2 separate regions of the Danio rerio genome follow, and region 1 is linked to region 2. Evidence: chromatin contacts called from public HiCAR-type data. All regions are on one chromosome and are shown on one strand. The core of a region is the stretch at or near the end of the contact, and the rest is flanking DNA. Distances in the headings are between cores, read along the strand shown.

Region 1 (3,189 bases), core at 186-2,685, 50 kb before region 2:
GTAGCCTCAGTTTCCTGTTCTTGACTTACAGGAGTGGCACCTGGTGTGGTCTGCTGCTGCTGTAGCCCATCCGTCCTATGGTTAGACGTGTTGTGTGTTCAGAGATGCTCTTCTGTATAACTCAGTTGTAGCGAGTGGTTATTTGTGAAAAAGCTGTGACCGCGATAAAAGGTTAAAAAAAAATCCAGTCCACAATTACATTTTATATTGAAAATACTTAATTTTGTGTGTTTTTTTTCACCAAATTAGTAATTTCATTTGTGAATTTGGCAATTAAAGAGTTACAATTCTGTCAATTTTCTAAACAATTTAGTAGTTTAGATCAGGACTGAGGTTGATTAACAGATTTATGCAAAAGAATTTTAAAAAATATAGCAGTTTAAAATAGTAGTTTAATTTCATTCATTCATTTTCTTGTCGGCTTAGTCCCTTTATTAATCCGGGGTCGCCAAAGCAGAATGAACCGCCAACTTATCCAGCGCATTTTTTACGCAGAGGATGCCCTTCCAGCCGCAACCCATCTCTGGGAAGCAGTTTAATTTAGAGGATGTTTTCATCCTGAACATAACAAAAGGGTAGTGAACAGTGCACAAGGGTTAAGAGAATCAGAGCACTCAAAACATTACTTAGAATTACTCATTCTCTTTATGTATATATAAAATGTACCAATTTTAAATAGCTTTTCAAAATCTATAAAGACTAAATATATTTCTAAATGGATAAAACAAATTGCACAAAATAATGTGTCTATAATATATCTAACTATAATCTATATTTCTGTTATAATTGCATTTATAAATACGTGATCTAAGAATTTCCAAATTTAAAAACGTAAAAAGTAAACTAATTATAGATAAAATAATGATTTTTAGCATGAATAGTATAAAACATAAATGTATTAGATACATTTTGCCACCTTAAAAATTTGTTTCAGAGATGAAATAATATAAGATAACAGTAAATGAAGATTTTGAAGATTTTTATTAATACAAAAAAATGTACAGATATAAAATAATAATACTTTAAAGTTGTTTTTAAGAGCAAATACAATTTAGGTGATAAATTAACCTAATTTATGCACTGTGACCTTGTTAATGCCTGCTAATTCCTCATACTCATTGTATACATCTTAAAAGTATTAATTAAGAATGATTTCATATTAATAATTACGACAAGTACATTTGTTTTGCCAATTTCAGTGCGCAAATCACAGTGAATCAGGCTAAAGTAGGCTAGTACTCTTTTACATTCACAATCTTTATGGATGAGTAATAGAAGCTGATGATTAAATTAAAATTACTATGACACGGAGTACAAATAATTACACAGGGCGTTACAAAAAGCTATTGAGACATTCCACGGTAATTTCAAGGCAAAAAGAAGAAGTGTCCTCCTGCGCGTGCACACTCTGCGTGAGCGCGCATCACTTCCTGTGCATGCAGCGCTTTCAACTCCGACAGGACAAGCGAGAGTCGACGAACTCGTACGAAAACACAGGAGTAACGGAATATCTGACCGAATACTCCACCAAACTGTCCCGGGCTGGTCAGGTAAGTTCTTAAATCTTATTTCAAGATCTTTTTTTCTTCAGTTGGCCTGTGTGTGAGTGTATTTTCTCCATCTTTGGGAGGTTTGTGAGTATGTAAGGAGCCCCAGTTGTGCTAGCCTGCTGTAGCTAATCGCGCTGGCTCTGGCGGTGGGCGGCTCAGCATCGTTTCCTCTCAAGTTGACGACTAAAACAAAACCCAGTGTTTTCGGGGAAACTCATTTCTGGGGGTTTTCACATGCTCTCTAATGACACATCCAGCTATAGACTTTGAGGTTAAAGTGTCATTAAATCCAGCTGCGACTGTTAAAGTGAATTATCACGACGCGCCACTGTTACACAATCTATATTTATCTCTCCATATTAGATCTCTACTTGTCTGAAAAACGCAGATTATGATTTTTTAAATAATTATATATTTTTATTTTATAATTTAAAAAAATAATTCTAAACTATCCGTCTCACTGAGCCTATTTTTTGTTAGTGCATAATTTATGTTGTATATGCAAAGTATTGTTGCGGTGTTAATAGTTAAGAAAAATGGTAAAACTTACCTTAATATGAGATCCTTTCATGTTTAAGTTAGTTTTTTTGGACTGTAAACTTGTTTACTTAGTTTAGGGTTTCTTCTGATTTAATTGATTCTAAGCTATAGCTATTTGTTCATTTAAACTTTTTTATTATTACAGCCTTAATTTTGTGTGGTTATCTATCTATCTATCTATCTATCTATCTATCTATCTATCTATCGATCTATCGATCTATCGATCTATCGATCTATCTATCTATCTATCTATCTATCTGGGCTTTACAATATACCGTTTACCATCCATATCACAATGTGCGCATCAACAAGTCACATCGAAAACATGTGCAATGTTAAGCATGTATTATAGTTGAGTAGGAGCTACAGAATTGTATTTTAATCACTGTATTTGTACAGAATTTATATGATTTATGCAAAAAATAATTTATGCAAAAATCTTACTTAAAATCGTTTCTAGTCTAGATATAACTTATACGATTCAAAGGGAAAGTCAGATTATTTCACTTAAACTACTGGCAGATAATGGATAAGCCCAACTTAATTTGAGATCATTTAATGTTTAAGTTAGTTTTTTGGATAGTAAACTTTTTGTTTACTCAGTTAAGGGTATCTTCTGGTTTAATTAATTCTGTTTAATACTGGCTAAGACTTTAGCTATATGTTCATTTAAACTTTTAATGTAACGTTAGCCTTAAATTTGTGTTCCATCCATCCATACATGCATCCATCGTTTTATCATCAATATTGCAATGTGCACATCCGCAATTCACATCGCAGAGATATGCAATATTGAGCATGAATTATACTTGACCAGGAGCTACAAAATTGTATTTAATCACTGTATTAGTACAGAATTTATTTGACTAATAAAAAAAAAATAAAAAATCATACTTAGAATTTTTGTCGTTGTTTAGGGTCTCTTCTGATTTAATTGATTATGATTAATAATTGCTATGAATTTAGCTATATGTTCATTTAAACTTTTGCTAATGTAATGTTATTACATTACATCCATCCATCCATCCATCCATCCATCCATCCATCCATCCATCCAGGCTGCACAATATATCGTTTCAGCATCGATATCCCTATGTGC
Region 2 (3,539 bases), core at 780-3,279:
TGCATATAGCCACTTGTGGCAAAGAGCTTAGAATGACCAAGAGGTGACACTCAATAGAACAGGGGTGCTCAACCCTGTTCCTGGAGATCTACCTTCCTGGAGAGTTCAGCTCCAGCCCTAATCAAACACACCTGAAACAACTTATTAGGATCTGAACAGCACTTGATAATTACAGGCAGGTGCGTTTGTTATGGGTTGCAACTGAAATCTGCAGGAAGGTAGATCTCTAGGAACAGGGTTGGTCACCCCTGCAATAGAACGTTCCATTGCAACAGCCTCGGATTCTGCCATTTTAGAGTGAAAGTGATCGGCTGTCCATTGGATCTTATTGCTGTCGCGCTGGCAAGCAGCTGCTTTGCTTTTTATTTATTTATTTAAAAAGTGCATTAAAGCTGAGATACAACCTGAAAGATGACAATACAACACTTACTATCACAATCATCAGCACTTTTAACAGTTTATTTTACAGACTTCTAATCTGCTGTTGTTCTATTGGAATTTTCATTCCAAAATGGCCCCCACGCCGTCTAGTGGCTGTTTCCCCAAATCGCTGTAGAATGTCGCCTCTTGGTGATTCAAAGCTCTTTGCTTGTGGTTTTGACCCCCCAACTATTGGACGTTTAAAGTACTGCACTATACTTCATTTCAGTTTTACTTTTGTTTCCTCTCAGTGTGCGGTTGAGAGTAGCGCAATGCAGATTATTTCTGGGGCTGATTTAAACATTGAAATAAATGTGCATAAGTGCTCTATTTTTACTACAGCTCTATTTTTGTAAATATTCAAGGTTCATTTGATTGATTATTATGAGCTTTATACCACGCATTTCGTTGAACAAACACTTCTTCATGGCTCACAAGTTACACTGATGGTGCACACGATACGCTAATTTAGCTAATATTCGATTGAAATGGTCTCATTTAATAGATTTTCCTCAAATGCATATTGAGATTTCTATGAAAACTATGTACATTTTACTGCTGGCTGAACTAAACATGTTTAAGTAAATGTGAATATATACTTACTTTCTCCCTCTTTGTTGCAGTTTTACAAAAAAAGAAAGATACTGAGAAGAACAATTGTCAGTAAAGTCAGTGAAATTACCCAAATAGTTTTTTTTTTCTTTTTTTTTTTTGCTGCTTTTGACATTTTAAATAGATATACATTATAGATAGGATGAGGAGCTCGGTCACCTGGGAGGAGCTCGGAGTAGAGCCGCTGCTCCTTCACATCGGGAGAAGTCAGCTGAGGTGGCTCGGGCATTCATTTTGGATGCCTACCTAGGGAGATGTTCCAGGCATGTCTCACCGGGAGAAGGGCTCAGGGAAGACACAGGACACGCTGGAGGGACTATGTTTCTCGGCTGGACTGGAAACTCCTCTGGATCCCCGCAGAGGAGCTGGAGGAAGTGTCTGAAGAGAGGGAAGTTTGGGCTCTCCTGAAACTGCTGCTCCTGCGACTTAGCCCTGGAAAAAAACCATATGAAAATGAATGAATGAGTTCTCTTTATAGTATTTCTTAAACAATATCTCATCTCAAACTACTAAAATGTCAATAAAAATCACTGTGTTAAAACTGCAGAGTTGAATTTTCAACATCAAAACTGCACAGAACAGAGATAAAGCTCCCACAATGCAATTCAGAACCGTAAATGAACAGAAAATACTTGTGAATCACAAAGTACAGAAACTGTTAATTAATAACAGATATTTTTGCTGTGTGGAGTTTACAGTGTGCCTGAAAGCTGTAAAAGACTTACTTCAACTAGAAGCGTTGCCTGGTAGCTTCATTTGCCAAGGGTATTTTTTTCTTCTTCTCGTGTAAACCTGATTAATTCCATCTGTGTTTGCGCGTACTTGGCGAATAATAAAGCTCATTCTAATCAATATTTCAAGATTTACTTTATTTTAGATGCTTTCCCGATGTTCGCCCCTACGCGGCGGTGTTTTACTCAAACTATTCGAATCCGCAAATCTGATAGCACAAGAGTAAAAATACGGATAAACAGAGCACCTGTAACGCACCTGACTAATCAATGAAGAAGTGAAATTAGCTATAACCGACGACGAAAGAGGTGAAGCAAGTCTGTGAGCGTTTAACGAGTAGAGATTTATAGGTGAGTGAGCATTTATTAACTTTAAACTTACTTTTGTTGAACACTGAAGAAGAAACTCAAGTGCTTTAAGTACACGCTGAAAAACATGTTTAGAAAACTACTCCTACTTGCGCGTGCACTAATTTGCAATCGAGAAATAGGTAAAAAGTGTTTTAATTGATGATATGTGTATATTAACATTTAAACAAGGTGTTTTTTCGTGTCTTTAATTTTAAGTTTGATCATTCCAAGTATACTAACGTTAACGTTACTCTAACTTGAGTAACATTTGAGAGAATGAATTGGTTACAAAAAATTGCTAGTGTTCATGTAGGTGTCTTTTTTATTTTTTATTTATTTATTTTTTACATTTTTGTTCATATAGTTTCAAATAAACTGAAATCATGTCTACACTGTAAACAACTGCCGTTTACCATTGATTTTGAGAAGTGTTATTGAGGTTTAACTAAGATTATATTTTGCATCTGAGCACACGTGATTTACAGATTATTATTATTATAAATAAGAAATATTTAGGTGTGCAGTACAGTTGACATCAACATGAACACTTTACTGTTGTCATTTATTCTTCTCAAATGCTGTAAAACTTTAAATTGCTAACTAAAAAGAAGTGCTTTTAATTTAAATGGAATTTTTACATATGATTTGTAGTTTGAATTAATATAAAAACGTAAAAGGTGTGCATTACAGTTCACACTTGTATGAACACTTTACAACTGATTCATTTGTGATGAATTTCAATGCTATAGAAGTTAGAAAAGTGCATTCAAATATCATAAGTAACCAGTCAGAGACGATCCCTACATTTGCTAATATCAAATGTCCAATGTCAACTTATATTATGCCAGTAGTTTACCCATGTTGTAGCGTGTTGCATATTAGTGTGCAGTTTTAATGCCCATATAAATTAAGAAATGCAAAATATTAAACATGTTATTATAAGATGATACATTTATAATATGACAGCAGCAGATGGTAATGCCACTCAATATTGTCCCTCGCCAGAATCTGTTGTAATGTTTTGGATTTTTAGTTGGTCTCTTCACATTCCAATAGTAATGATTAAAGTAAATAATCTAAATGTATTTATATGTGTTTTTATATTCTGGGTAAGGCATAAGACTAAAATATGGTCATCCAATTAAATATTGTTGGGCCGCTAATTCCCATAATAGGGTATATGCGGAGCTAGTGTTTCTTCCCATACTGATAAACTTCCGGTGAACGGTTAAGGTGACTTTTCATTTTAAACGGTTCCTTTTACAGCATCGATGTTGTAATGTAATTAAAATACATTCAGTTTAATAGACTTTGGCATTTTAGTTGCTCAATCGTAAAACAAGACAAAAAGCCGTTTACTCGCACGCGCCCGACAGAATCGGCAAGCTAGCGCAGAAGCTCCAGATATACTGGGGTAAATAAATG

Evidence for each region. HiCAR-type assays count read pairs that join an accessible place to other places.
Region 1: a HiCAR-type map of caudal fin shows a contact between it and region 2, with 2.5 times the contacts expected there. The contact joins the promoter of si:dkey-199f5.8 here to the promoter of cep85 in region 2. A contact is called at or near these places in 5 of 18 Hi-C or Micro-C datasets (caudal fin, embryo, gastrula embryo and 2 more) and 1 of 4 datasets of contacts at active chromatin or transcription factors (caudal fin).

What each region holds. Positions count from the first base shown.
Region 1 is chr16:46,206,779-46,209,967 of GRCz12tu, reverse strand. si:dkey-199f5.8 reads left to right here and starts at 1,435. Exons shown (of 7, transcript XM_679369.9): 1 at 1,435-1,550.
Region 2 is chr16:46,157,378-46,160,916 of GRCz12tu, reverse strand. cep85 (centrosomal protein 85) reads left to right here and starts at 2,029. Exons shown (of 16, transcript XM_073926534.1): 1 at 2,029-2,114.